Regions from separate parts of the Sus scrofa genome. Here regions 2 and 3 are each linked to region 1. The links are chromatin contacts, called in public Hi-C and HiChIP or PLAC-seq maps. All regions are on one chromosome and are shown on one strand. Each heading gives the region's core, a stretch centred on a gene start, on an enhancer-like site or on the middle of the called end of the contact. The rest is flanking DNA. Distances are from core to core; before and after follow the strand shown.

Region 1 (4,612 bases), core at 1,668-4,167:
GGAACTTCCATGTGCCACAGGTGCAGCCGTAAAAAAATAAATAAGTACATACATACATACATAAATACGTAAATAAATGAATTCATGGTTTAAAAAAAAAAAAACTCCTGTCGGACAGAGAGGGGTACATGCACAGAGAGGCACAAGTGACTTGCCTGAAGGATACAGCATGGCCAGGCCTCTTCCGCAAATGGCTCTAGGTTCCAAACCCTGCCGTCTACCTAATCTCTGAGCCTGATATCATGGGAGAAACCACGTCCTTCCCCCAAACAGATGCTGCTGCCTCAGCCAGAGCCCACAAGGCTGAGCATACCCTGAGCAGGGCCAGAGATCCGTGTCTCTTCTGGAAGTTCCCGTCCCCTAAAATGGAAGAAATTCCAGCAGCCCGGGGAAGAGCAGATGGGGCGGGCCACGGACCCAGACGGAAGAGCCCAGAGACCAGAAGAATGTTCCACAGTTCTGAGAGCCTGCCATGGTCCCAGCCACCACGCGAACGCCTTCCAGACCACACTGTTTCAACCCATCTGCTGAGATGTTTTCCCTGGGGGAGTGGAAGTTGCATTTCGTAATGGAAGTCGGGGAGGTGCATGAGATCTAGTTTGCAGAAAAGTGCATCGTGGCTAATATTGCTCAAACATCTGTCACTTGAAGTGAAAAACAAACATCTCCATCTCGAAGCTCCCCCCACCCCCACTTTCCTCTTCAACCCAGAAGTTTGCAGCAGCTCAGGCTTCATGACGAATGGACCCAGGAGATCTGGAAACACTTCTGAGTCCAGATTCCAAGACACTGCCATTTGGCCTTCGCCCTCAGGACAGACACGCCTGGAACCCTCAGGAGCTGGCACTTGAGCCCTCAGAGGGGAAAGTCAGAGAAAGGGCCCCCACCCTCACTGAAGCAGCAGACCTTAGCCATCCCTCTGGCAAACATCCAGGGAGGCTTCCTGGATCTCTCTTGCCCTCTCTTTGGGGTTTTGTTGTGGGTGGGAGGGAGCCAAGCACTATTTTTAGAAATGGTTATTCGGACTGCTCTTCTTCCCCTCCCATTCGCAACCTCTCTGGAATGAGCCTGGAGGGTCCCCTGCTGGGGGCTTATCTGGGAGACGCTGGGCACGTGCCTGGCATGCAGAGCCTCTTTGTGGATGGAGTTGGGCTTGCGCTGGGGGTTGGAATGAGTCTTTCAATCTCAGGTTCTCCAGAAGCAGCACCCATTTGTACCTGTGGTTGGAAATGATGTTCCTCGAAGCTGGTTTTCCTAGCTTGATTCCAGAAGGGATACTAGAGATGAGGTCTCTGGCGGCTAGTGACAGAAACCATTTCCCAGAATTCCCTGGTGATGCAGGGGGTTAAGGGTCTGGTGTTGTCACTGCTGTGACTTGGGTCACTGCTGTGGTGCAGGTTTGATCCCTGGCCCGGGAACTTCCACATGCTGAGGACATGGCCAAAAAAAACAAAAAAACAAAAAAAAAAACAGTGACAGGTCTTGGTTAACTGAACCACAAGAGATGTTCAGACAGTAGCTGAGAACACATGCCTTGGACCTGGCCATTGAGACTCAAATCCGGACTCTGACACCTGCCAGTCATTAAGTCCTTGGACTTTTACTCTACCTCGGAGCCTGTTTCCTCATGGGTAAAATGAGGACAGCGATGATAAGGCATTTACCTGGGTTATGAGGACAATGAGAGGAGCTCATATCAAGGGTTGAAAACAGGAGTTTCTGTCACGGCTCAGTGGGTTAAGAACCTGACATAGCGTCCAAGAGGATGCAGGTTTAATCCCCGGCCTCACTTAGTGGGTTAAGAATCTGGCGTTGCTGCCAGCTTCACCATAGGTCACAGATGTGGCTCAGATGTTGCTGTGGCTGTGGTGTAGGCTGGCGGCTGCAGCTCTAATTTGACCCCTAAGCTGGAAACTTCCATATGCCGCAGGTGCAGCCATAGAGAAAGAAAGAAAAAAGAAAGAAAGGAAAGAAAGAAAGAAAGACAGACAGACAGACTATACCCTGAGCAAGTAAGACAATATATTTTTAAAATATTTTTTTGAGGAGTTCCCGTCGTGGCACAGTGGTTAACGAATCCGACTAGGATCCATGAGGTTGCAGGTTCGATCCTTGGCCTTGCTCAGTGGGTTAACGATCCGGCGTTGCCGTGAGCTGTGGTGTAGGTTGCAGACGCGGCTCGGATTCCGCGTTGCTGTGGCTCTGGCGTAGGCCAGTGGCTACAGCTCTGATTTGACCCCTGGCCTGGGAACCTCCATATGCTGCGGGAGCGGCCCAAGAAATAGCAAAAAGACAAAAAAAAAAAAAAATATATTTTTTTGAAAAGAAAGAAAACAGTGTAGAAATCACTCAATAAATGTCAGCATGGCCCAAGAAATAACAACAACAACAAAAAAGACAAAAAAAAAAAAAAAAAAAAAAAAAAAAAAAGTTGGAGTTCCCGTCGTGGCGCAGTGGTTAACGAATCCGACTAGGAACCATGAGGTTGCGGGTTCGATCCCTGCCCTTGCTCAGTGGGTTAAGGATCTGGCGTTGCCGTGAGCTGTGGTGTAGGTTGCAGACGCGGCTCGGATCCCGCGTTGCTGTGGTTCTGGCGTAGGCCGGTGGCTACAGCTCCGATTCAACCCCTAGCCTGGGAACCTCCATATGCCGCGGGAGCGGCCCAAGAAATAACAACAACAACAAAAAAGACAAAAAAAAAAAAAAAAAAAAAAAAAAAAAAAAAAAAAAAAAAAAAAAAAAAAAAAAAAAAAAAAAAAATAAATGTCAGCAACAACCAGCTTTAGGAGAAGAACTGGTTCACCAGGGCCCAGAGTTTGTCTGAGCTTCTGAGATTTTTGCTGAGGATCAGGCCCGTCCCTGGGGGATCAGCCATGTGGCCACACAGACTCAGGAGCCATTCTCCAGCCAGGGTTGAATGTACTGTCCTTTGCCCGGCCGCCCAGACGGAACGAATCATTTCCCAGTCAGCCAATCCTGCCCTCTGCGGACATTGCTAATTAATAACTTTACAAACCCTGCAATTTCACACGGGAATGTCGTTGGGCGTCTTTATGTGTGGAAACTGTTAACATGGTCAGCGTAAACGTACAAGGGAGCACAGGTTATGCAGCCCTGATCCGTCAGGGTTTTTTTTTTTTTTTACTCTTAATGTATCCAGAGCCTCAAAAATACAGACGTGGCTCAGGCAGGCCCACAGGTCTTTGTACCCTGGACCAGGGCCACCCTGCGGAGGGCGAGTCCACAGCGCCCCCTGGTGGCCAAAGCCTGCACTCCCGTCAACGAACAAGGCCCTAAGCGGGCCCTGGGGCCTGAATACGGAAGAGGAGGAGGGGAGAAGTGGGGGTGGGGGATGCGGTGGGGATGCGGGCCCCGCACTCTCTCCTCCTCCACTCACACCCCCAACACTGCCACTCACCCACAGTTCGTTTATTTATTCCACGCACACCTACCAGCCAGACACCGTGCCAGGCTCTGGGGATGCCGCTGGGAAGTCTACAGACAGAGCATCTGCCCTCATGCGCTTCGGGAGTCTAAGGAGGAAGACAGAGCCAGAGGGTGACCAAATGCTTACACATAAATAAAGATCAAACTGCAAAGGGCAGGTACGGGGGCAGGGGCTTAAGAGTGAAAAGCAAAAGGTTGCAGCCTCTCCTAAAGGGCTCACTTAGGAAGCAGGAAGGAAGGAGAAATAGGGAATATGCTCGGCCGTGCTCGGCTGGCTTCTCTCCCTTGTAATGCTCCCTCAGTTTCCTCCCTTGTAAAACTGGCCTGATTCTCCTACCCCCCGCCCCCCAACTTCCCCGCCATCTCAGGGGTGCTCTGAGGGTTCCCATGGCAAAAGCAGGAAGCAAGAGAGGTTTTATAAACTATAGAGTGTCTCCTGCTAGAAGCCTCTTCATCCACCCCTGTCCCCACCTCAGTTCCCCACACAGCCAATCAGCGACACGTTGCTGCCCAACCTAAGACCTTCCAGTGGCTCCCACTGTGCTTAAAATCCAGAGCCTGATTCAGCCCCTGCAGAGCTCTCCAACCTCATCACCAGGCTTGGCTTACTACACTCCAGCTACACCCCACCCACTTCTAGTCTGCATGTAGCTACCTCAGGGCCTTTGTACATGCAGTTCTAGGTTCCCAAAGGGCTCTTTGCCTGACCCCTTCAAATCCTTCAGGAATCAGCAGAAACAGCACTTCTTAGAAGCCCTTCTGGAGCCACTGTTTCATCTAAGTAGCACCTGTTCCCCCAAACACCTCCTCTCATCATGTCACTTGTTTTAGTTCTTTCCTGGCACCCGTCACACTCTGGAGTTACCTTACTTATTCATTTACTCCGCCACTGTCGCCTCCGCTAGAATGTAAACCCACTAGGGCAGGGACCTCTCCTGCTCTGTCCACCACTGTACTTCTGAGACAGATGACATTGCTGCTCTAACAGATCCAAATAGAGCCGTTTTGACTGTTTCTTTGTCCCCTTTGCTTCAGTGTACTTTTTTTTTTTTTTGGTCTTTTTGTCTTTTCTGGGGCCACACACCCGTGGCATATGGAGGTTCCCAGGTTAGGGGTCTAATCAGAGCTGTAGCCCCTGGCGTACGCCAGAGCCACAACAACACCA
Region 2 (4,356 bases), core at 1,692-4,191, 270 kb before region 1:
CCCTGCCCCAGAATGTCCATCCAACAAGGGCAGGGATATGCATCTATCTAGTTCACTGCTGGATCCCAGGGCCTGGCAACAGGTGCTCAATCTGTACACATGAGGTGAGTGGATGTCATGGCAACATGGGCGGGGCTGTGCTGTAATGCTTTCCTTTCCTTCCATTTCTCTCACCAAAGCCAGGTCACAAGATGCCCCTTCTGCCCAGCTCAGAGCCATCAGCTTCACAATCACTAGAGGCCTGGCAGGAGCACGTGGCTTCTTCATTTAAATATGCAAAAGGCACCATAGTAGGTTTGAGTCCCTCCACATTCGTGTTAACTCAGTACGTCAGAATGTGACCTTATTTGGAGGTGGGGTCTTTGCAGATGTAATTAGCTGAGATGATATCATACTGGATTAAGTCAGGCCCTAAACTCCTGTCTGGGCCACACACCTGGAGACCACTGCAGACCCGAGGGCCGTGTGGCTCTTCCCTGCCCTTCCCCATCCTCGCCCCAATCCTGGCTGCACAAGGACCAGGGCACAGCCTGCCACCCCCTTGTTTAACACCAACCCTGCAAGCTCCCTGTGGGCACAGGACTCCACGTCCCCGTCTGAGAAGTGGATGCGTGGGCCCCATCTCACCTTTCATTCCCGGGCTGAAATTCAGACAGCAGGGAGGGCCTCCTCCGCTGGGGCTGAATGATGGAGCCGGGTGACAGGTGTGAAGTGTAGTCACGGCTGTGGTGCTGGTACTCGAGCAGCCCGACATCCTGCAGCAGAGCACAGGGAGGCCAGTGAGCATCCACACCCCTGCAGGCTGGCCGCACAGCCAGGAGGTGCCAGAGCCCCCTGCCCAGCACTGCTCCTGCACCCCGGGGACCCTCCAGCATCCTTACCGGGCCCTCAGGCTGGGTCTGGCCAGAGGACATTCCTGGGACTACTCAACAAGGAGAAGGGTCACCTTCAGCTAAGGGGCACCCAGTCCTGCCACAGCCTCCACGTTCTAGCCTCTTTGCAGATGAGATGACTGAGCCTGCATGTTAGCAGAGACAACCGGGAAAAGGTACGACCTGTACGTCTGCTACAGGCGCAAGTGACACAGCAAGACATGGGGAACCATGCCAGGGGACTGTGGACAAGGCGACACGAGGCTCAAAGACCAGGTTCCAAAACAAAATGCCACTGTGGGAGTCCCCCGTCTTGCAGGAGGAGAACCCACACACTGGTGTCACATACACAGATCAAAGTCAGAAGGATAACCTTAGGCAAAACTCCCCTTTTCAGTAAAATGCTATCCAATATCCATTATCATCTGCAGACAAATTAAACACTAACGAATTAGATGTATCCTGATTTAGCAACTACATTCTGATTTGAGACACATAAAAAAAAAAAAAAAAAAAAAAAACACCCTTTCAAAGGAGAAAACAGGACAGGCTTCCCCTGTGTACCAGTCCAAATCGATTAGTCCTGTCTGCCAAGAACACTCAGTTATACTGCGGGGTGGCAATCAATTAGTGATGTCTGACAAGAGTAAGGCTTGGGAGAGCGTGGGATTGTAGGTGATTATTTTCTTCTTGGCGTCTTTCTTAATTCTCCCAATTTTCCATAAAAATCCAGTCATCTTTTTGCTGTCTGGCTTTTTTTTTTTTTTAAGCAGTTATTTCTGCAAAGAGAATTAGACGAGACCACGTAGGTGTGTTAGAATGTATGTTTCAGACCCTCCAAAACCAAAGCTTGTAAGAGGCTGGGAAGCAGGAGGATGAGTAAGCAGAATCAACAGGGATCCTGTCAAAGCCCAGAGGCTGGAAATGTCAAGGGAAGGGCCTTCCCGGGCAGCCCTGATGTGGAAGCAAGAAGATGCAAGGCCTTAGGCTAGAGGTATCTGTCCATCAGTCAAATCCCCAAGCCTCGGTTTCCCCATCATTGAAATGTATGCCCCACCTAGGCCTCTGTGCCCCTGACCACAAATCCCTCTTAACTCTCCAAAGGTGGCCCCCAAGGCGGAGGGCAGCTTCCAGAAGGCAGAGAAGGGCTCAGCTTGCGCCCTCTCCCACACCCCATGATGTCTAACACAAGGCACCCAGAGCTCACGAAGGAAGGAGGAAGGGCTGGAGAGAGGTTGCCAGGCACAGCTCTGGTGTGTGCATGCACGCACGCATGCAGGGGTGTGAGAAGGAAGCGGGCAGCTCTGCAGTCTGCAGGGAGCAAGACTCTCTCTCACACAAAAGCAAAGTGAACAAAGCGGCAGAGAAGCAGACAGCCCCATCCCTGGGGAGAGGACCTCGGGAGGACGGCACCCACCATGGCCAGTCGAAACGGGAAAAGGCACACGGCCCCCAGGAGCCCCAAGGCAGAGGTCTGAACCCTCTGGCCGTGGTTTCCCAGTGTGGGAGCCAGGCAAGATGAGCTCATGGTACAGCCCCTCCAAGGAGCATCTTAGGGGCCATTTCTGCAGCACCCACACTGACCTCTACCCCAGGGACCCCCTGGAGGGTCACAGGAAGCCAAGAACTGGGGAGACCCCAAAGGAGAAACAGACCCAGAGTGGGGTTCACTGTGGTCACAGCCTAAAGACTCCGGGCGCTCCGGCCGGAAGCATGAGAACCCTCCTAGAGTTAACAAAGCACTTCAACCCCGTCTGCTCCCTCTACATGGGCACTTGTCCCCCTGTGGTCCAGGCAGCCTCCTGGGTCTGTGACGCTTGGTCTGGGGGAGCGGGAAGTCGAGAGAATTCAGTCTACTTGAGAGCGTGTTGACAAGACCGCAGCATCCCAGTGCATGGCCAGCGTGCGTCCCCACACCCGAGAACAGGGTCACGTGCAGAAGTATCCGTTTGTGACAAAGTGGAAATGAAACAGACTGGTCCTTCCCACAGAGTCTGATAAACACTGATCTAGGGCAGGAGTCAGCAAACGAGGCCCGAGGCCAAAGCCAGGCTCAGCCCATTGCGTCAAGTGTCACTGGCACACAGCCACGGCCATTCCTGTCCGCGTTGGCTGAGCTGCTTTCGCGCTAGGACGGTGGCAGCACCGAGGAGTTGTGACAGAGACTGCGTGGTCCGGAAAGCCTGAAATATCTCCAGGGGAGATTTGCCAATCCCTCTTCTAGAGGAAAAGCCCACAGTGCACCCTGGGGGCCATTTGGAAAAGGACCTTAACAGGCAGGTTGTCATCATGCCAGCATCATCAGAATCATCATCACTGCGCTGTAACGTGCATGCGGAAGCCTCCGCACAATCAACTAGATCCTCACAGTCTTCTAACCACCCTCTCTCAACCGATGGGAAACTGAGGCACGGGGCGCTAAGGCCACTTGTTTCACAGCTAAGACATCACCGAGGCAGGATGTGAAGGAGCAATCTGGCTCCAGAGCCTGCGCTCTTAAACACCCTTCTAACACAAAGGCACAGAGAGGTTAAGTAACTTGCCGAAGGCCACACAGCAGGAAGGAACCGTGCTGGGATTCAGACCCTACATCTTTTGACCTTAACACATTCATTCAGCGTGAGGCTTGCAGGAACTCAAGGGCGCTTTGGGGGTACCAGGGAACTTGGGGGAGAAGGCAGAATTGAGCTGGGCTGTGGAGAGCTGGAAAGGACCTTAACAGGCAGGAAAGGAGACAAGGAGGGGAAGGTGTGTTGGGACCCTCAATCCTGGGAGATCTTCAGTGCCAGGGGTCTGCCAGGACCCTCAGGGAAAGATGTGGGGTCCTGATACTGTGGGGGAGGGAAGAGGAGACCATAGAGATGGAGGGAACAGGGCACAGAGAGGTTCTGCAAGTGGAGCAGGTGAGACTGAGCGAGCCTTGCATGGAGACTGGCTTGGAGTGTGCCTGAGGCCAGGGCAGGGGAAGCAGGGGCTTTCCAGGGTCTGCAAGCACAGCCGGAATTCACTCTCCATCTGCACTGGCATAAGACACCAGGCGGCCCAGAGATGACGCAGGCCAAAGCACAGGCCTGTCTCTGAGTCCAGACCCTCCTCAGTCTCCTGCCACCCACCAGGAGAAAGGAGATGACTGCCACATGCAGACACCACCCCCCAGGCACCTTGTGGACATTCGCCAGTGATGCTCAGGCCCACAAGGCTCCTAGTGCCAATGGCTGCACCCAGGGATTAAGTGAGCAGCCCAAGGCCATTCAGCAAAATGGGAGGAACAGGGGTTTAAAGCCATATCTGGAGGTCTTTCCGGCTCCTGGGAGGCCTTGCTATCAAAGCAGCTCCATGCCCAGGATGCCTGGGAAGATGCCTCCAGGGCCAGGAGGTGCCACCCTGGATAGAAGCCTATCTGGAGCGTGTGTGGGAGGGAGCTGAGTCCTGGGAAGGTCACGGATAACTGGGTCCAGGCCCCACCCCGTGATCCCAGCAGACC
Region 3 (4,377 bases), core at 299-2,798, 360 kb before region 1:
AGCAAAAACAACATCAACAAACCACCACGTCACATGGCTAAGCAACCTGGAGTTTGCAAAGCCTTTTAAAGATCAGGTTCCCTCTCATCCTTGCTGTCCAGGCCATGGCTGTTTTCCCATCCCTAGGACGGGGGAAACCAAGGCTCAAGGGATCACAGCAACTCTCAAGCTTGTAGGATGGGCCAGGGGCCCAAGTGGACATCAGAACCCAAGTTTTCTGCTCTCCCGCCTCTGGACCCAGCGGGGTGGGGGTGGTGCTGGACTGACAGGCCACCTGCTCCCCCGTGAAGGCCATGGGGCCACGTGGCTCCTCGGCAGCTCCTCAGGGTTCCTCAAGGACAGGCACAGAGGGGAGGGCCGGGGCGTGGGATCAAGTGTAACCCAGCCCCCTGACCTTTCCTTCTGCCCGCGCCAGCAGCAGCTGCCACTTCCACAGAACCTGGCGGAGGACGACGGGGACGCGTTTATTTATATTTCCCCAGCCGGGGCCAAGAGAACCCAGGCAAACACGTCGGCCGGAACCCCGGTAGGGAGAGGGCGGGTCTCCCATCTGGGCCTGCTGGGGGGTGTGGGGTGAGGGGAACGAGGGCCCAGGGGGTGGCAGGACCCCCCCCACAGGTTGACATTTACAACTCAACACATAAATAAAGAAGCGGCTTAGAGTTGGCTTCGGGCGGGGGGGGGGGGTTTAGGGTCCTAATTAACCTCACTCCTGGAGCAGGAGCTTGGCAGGGGGGGTCACCCAGCTCTCCCCCGAAACTACTGGTGAAGGAACACTGGACTGAGTGGTCCAGAAGCCTTGGCCAGAACTGCTGTGGGGTCTCCACCACCCCCTCTGCTCTGGGGCCTCAGTTTCTTTAACTGCTGTGTGAAGGACTAGGGTGAGTGTCCTAATATTACTGGCCAGGGTCCCTGCGATGGGGGTGGAGAGTTTTCCTTCTGGTTCTGGTTCTGGGAACCCCAGACTGAGGATGCCGGGCTCAGGGTGGTGCTCTATAGGTCCCACCAAGCCTTGGAGACCACCGGGACTAGACGCAGCTGAAAGCCCCCCCCACCCTGTCTACCTGGAGAGAGCACCTCTAAGCATGTGCCAGCCAAGACCCCCAAGACCTGCCTGCCCCAAACACAGACCCAAGCACTTCCCTCCTTCCTGAAAAGACCCAGCCCCACAGCCAGAGGCAGGGGAAGGGGCGCCAAGAGAAAGACGGTGAGATCTCACGGGTTAGAACTCCCAAGTCGCCGGCCCTGGGGGGGGTCCCTGTCACCGTGGCACAAAGCACCCCCCTCATCCCCTCCCCGGAGCCACTCACTCACATCCTCTCATCTGCGTCTCCCCCTCGGCCAAGTTTTCCGGAAACATACGGCTTGGAGGATGCTCCAGGGATCGGAGCTGGGAGCAGCGGGCTGGGAGGCGGGAGGCTGGGCGGCCGTGGTGCCGGCTCCGCAAGGCTTCTGGCTGGCGTCTGCTGGCGGCTCAGCTCTGCCTCACATCCTTCTCGTCCAACGCGCGAGGGAGGGGGGAAGAGGGAGGGGCCGGGCGGTGGGAGGGCGGCAGGCGGAGGCTGGCTCCGGGAAGGGCGGGGAAGCAGCTCCGTGCTGCGCGCCGTGGTGGCCCAGGGCTCCTCCGGCGCTGCCACCCCTGAGCCGTGCCCCCCGCAGCTGCAGGCGTGCGAGGTGCCCTTCGCCGATGGGGGCGGGTGGCGAGAAGCTGTCGGCTGTGTGCTCGGTGCCCTGTGCCAGGCGTCACCAGGAAGCACAGCGTCCTCGCCTCCTTAGGGCACCAATGTGCCCAATACCGGTGCTCAGTCCCCAGACCCCTGACACCTCCCTACTCTGAGGACAGAGTCCAAAGACCCCAGCCTGTCAGGTAGCAGTGCCTGGGCAGCCTCACAGAGAGCCTGGGATCGGCTGATCTTCCTGCTGCCTGACCCAGCGAGGCGCGTCAGGGCTGAATGTGACCTCCAGACGGAGGCTCGCAGGAGCAGGCGGGGCGGGGGAGTGTGGCAGAAGCCCAGGTTCAGAAGGGGCGGGCCAAATTGGCACAGGCTCTCCCCCCCTCCCTCTCTCCCCATCCGTGGCGGTGGCGGCGTCAGCAGCGGTAAGAACAGATGAGGGTTCAGAAAAACAGAGCTTCTCCACCCCAGCAGACAGGAGCAAACAGCTTCTTCCGCTGTCATTCCCCAGTGCTGGTTCCACCTGTGGTCTGCCCCCAACCCGGCCTGATGCTGCCAAGGTGACCAGGCCCTCGAGATGGGGGACTCTATTTGAGGAGCCTCTTCTAAGTGCAAATGAGACCTCCAATCACTGAGGGTGGGAGGAGGGTTTGGAGTTGCTAGAGGGCTGGCTCTCTAGGGCGTCCTCTTTCCTTCCTCACTGAGACACCCGTGACAGCCAGGTCAGCCTGCGTCCCATACAAACACCTGCTATGGACGCCCCAGGCAGCTCCCAGGAGGTTGAAAGTTAACTGGGTTGAACTTTGGATCGAGATCCAGGTCACGACCGATTTCTCCAACTCTGGGGTCATTGACCTGCTTGTCCCTTTGGCCCTCAGCCTTTCCATCCTGCTCACAAAACCCAAGGAACAATAGGCCACAGGTCTCTGAAGCACTCCTGTTCCCGCTCGCCCCCTCCCCGTCGCACATCCTACCCCCAGCCCTCATCCTGGGTTCCGGGCATACCACCAGGGGAGGGCCACACATTCCAACCGTGTGGGGGACCTGGGACGTGCTGCCCACGATCCGTTCTCCTCAAGGGAGGCCAGGTGAGCTTTTAAGGATACCCATCCCATCATGTCACTCCTCTGCTCAGATCTTACAATGATGACCCAAAGCTCTGCAAATAACATCCAAAGACCTCCTCACGGTGCATGAGGGCCAGTCCTGCCCGCTTCGAGCCTGCTCCCTCCTTCTCCTCTTGCTCACTCACTCCAGCCACCAGAACCTCTTCTGCCCAGCCATCGACACTTGGCCTGCCTGGCCGCTTTTTCACAGGTCTTTAGTTCTCAGCTTCAAGTGACTCCCCACAGCAGCCTTCCTTGACCAACCATTCTCTCCAAAGCCATCCTCCCAAGACACCCTGCCGTCAGGGGGTCTTACTGGCAGCTGAAATCAGCTTCTTGTCTCCACTGCTCATTGACAGCTGTGTCTCTGCACCCAAAACTGCTAGGTGTGCAGGAGGCACTTGGCAAATGAACAGAGCTCCAGACACCCTGGGCATCCAGGCCTGGGGGTCCACTGGGCATGTCCCCCAGGCATCTCTGCTGCCCCTCTGCAGCTCCCAAAGAGAGGAGGAGGGTGAGCGTTTATGCCTGCAGGGGGTCCTGGGACACCCCCGCCCCCCGAAAGAAGAGACAGGAGGAGGGCGTGCCCCCTGGCACACCAGGGGCACGCCCATGCACATGCTATGCTGGCGCCCCAGACAGCACATTCTGCTTATACTCCCTGTGGTCCGGATTCCCTGACCCCACTTCTAATTTCTAAGGAAGGAGTTTCGTTCTGAAGTGTCAGGAGGCAGGAACTAGGAAGTGAAATTGACCAAGACAGGAAGTCAAGCCAGGAGGTGTGAGTCATGGACTTGGAGTGTGGAATGAGGCGAAAGAGTGTGTGTGTGTTGGGGGAGGTGGGTGGCCACAGAGGTAGCGGTGAGAGGGCTTCTCTGGGTGGTGGTTTTGGGGGCTCAGCCTGGCCACGCTGACTGCTCTGGTCACCTCGGCAGGGAGCTTCCTGTGCACTGTCTGGAGGTCTGGGACAGACCGTTCTCTCGGATGACTCAGCCCCTCTCAGCTCTAATACACTGGCCCCCAGAAAGGCCTCATCCTTGTCACATCCCTCCGTAAGCTGCTACCACCCTCTCAGGGTCCCTCATGCAGGCAGCTCTCGCACTGGGGTCTGAAAACCTGCCCACATGCACCCCACCATGGTCGAGTGCTGATAACCTGGAGGGAGGAGAAGTCTTTTCAGCACCTGCGGGCACCACAGAGCCATCTATCTGCATCCTCTGGAAACCAGCTGCTCCCTCTAGAAACCAGCATCTGCGCCCCCCTCCAAGAAACACTGGCTCCCCACCACCCCAGCCAGCCCCGTCCAACCCTGAAGTTTTCTGTTCCCTCCATGAATAAGCACAGGCTGCCAGCAGGAGGGGCATTTTCATGCCCCTCCCATCAACTGCCATTTTCCAAGAGAAACTCCAGTTTGCAAAACAAGATTTTCTGCCTAAAACACTATCAAAGGAGAAGGGAGAAAAATCCAGCAGACTCAATCCTGAGTCATACCACTTCCTTATTTTGGAAACTCCAAGCCCTGGGCTGGTCTGACATGAACTCAGCCCCTGGCTGGCAACCCTGCCAGGATCCACTGTGTACCTGAGCTTCCCAAGGTC

The links. Hi-C and Micro-C count contacts between places; a contact is called where the count stands out from the background. HiChIP or PLAC-seq counts read pairs in DNA pulled down with a chosen protein or histone mark.
Region 2: a contact with region 1 is called in a Hi-C map of liver, with 4 times the contacts expected there. The contact joins two enhancer-like sites. A contact is called at or near these places in 9 of 47 Hi-C or Micro-C datasets (embryonic fibroblasts, fetal heart ventricle, fetal skeletal muscle and 4 more) and 2 of 2 datasets of contacts at active chromatin or transcription factors (alveolar macrophages and skeletal muscle).
Region 3: an H3K27ac HiChIP or PLAC-seq map of alveolar macrophages shows a contact between it and region 1. The contact joins two enhancer-like sites. A contact is called at or near these places in 5 of 47 Hi-C or Micro-C datasets (embryonic fibroblasts, fetal heart ventricle, liver and 1 more) and 2 of 2 datasets of contacts at active chromatin or transcription factors (alveolar macrophages and skeletal muscle).

The regions. Positions count from the first base shown.
Region 1 is chr14:28,399,431-28,404,042 of Sscrofa11.1, reverse strand. No RefSeq gene overlaps it. Among named protein-coding and RNA genes, the nearest start is that of SCARB1, 100 kb to the right of the region's middle. Within about 2 kb of position 2,917, at least 28 of the 83 cell types and tissues checked have an H3K27ac peak or open chromatin away from gene starts, as enhancers often do. A contact at or near this core is called in alveolar macrophages, liver and skeletal muscle, where this site is marked.
Region 2 is chr14:28,665,991-28,670,346 of Sscrofa11.1, reverse strand. It overlaps NCOR2 (nuclear receptor corepressor 2), which reads right to left. Exons shown (of 49, transcript NM_001044576.1): 4 at 628-755. Among named protein-coding and RNA genes, the nearest start is that of NCOR2, 25 kb to the right of the region's middle. Within about 2 kb of position 2,941, at least 36 of the 83 cell types and tissues checked have an H3K27ac peak or open chromatin away from gene starts, as enhancers often do. A contact at or near this core is called in alveolar macrophages, liver and skeletal muscle, where this site is marked.
Region 3 is chr14:28,757,027-28,761,403 of Sscrofa11.1, reverse strand. The region is part of intron 18 of NCOR2 (nuclear receptor corepressor 2); the gene reads right to left. Among named protein-coding and RNA genes, the nearest start is that of RFLNA, 82 kb to the left of the region's middle. Within about 2 kb of position 1,548, at least 63 of the 83 cell types and tissues checked have an H3K27ac peak or open chromatin away from gene starts, as enhancers often do. A contact at or near this core is called in alveolar macrophages, liver and skeletal muscle, where this site is marked.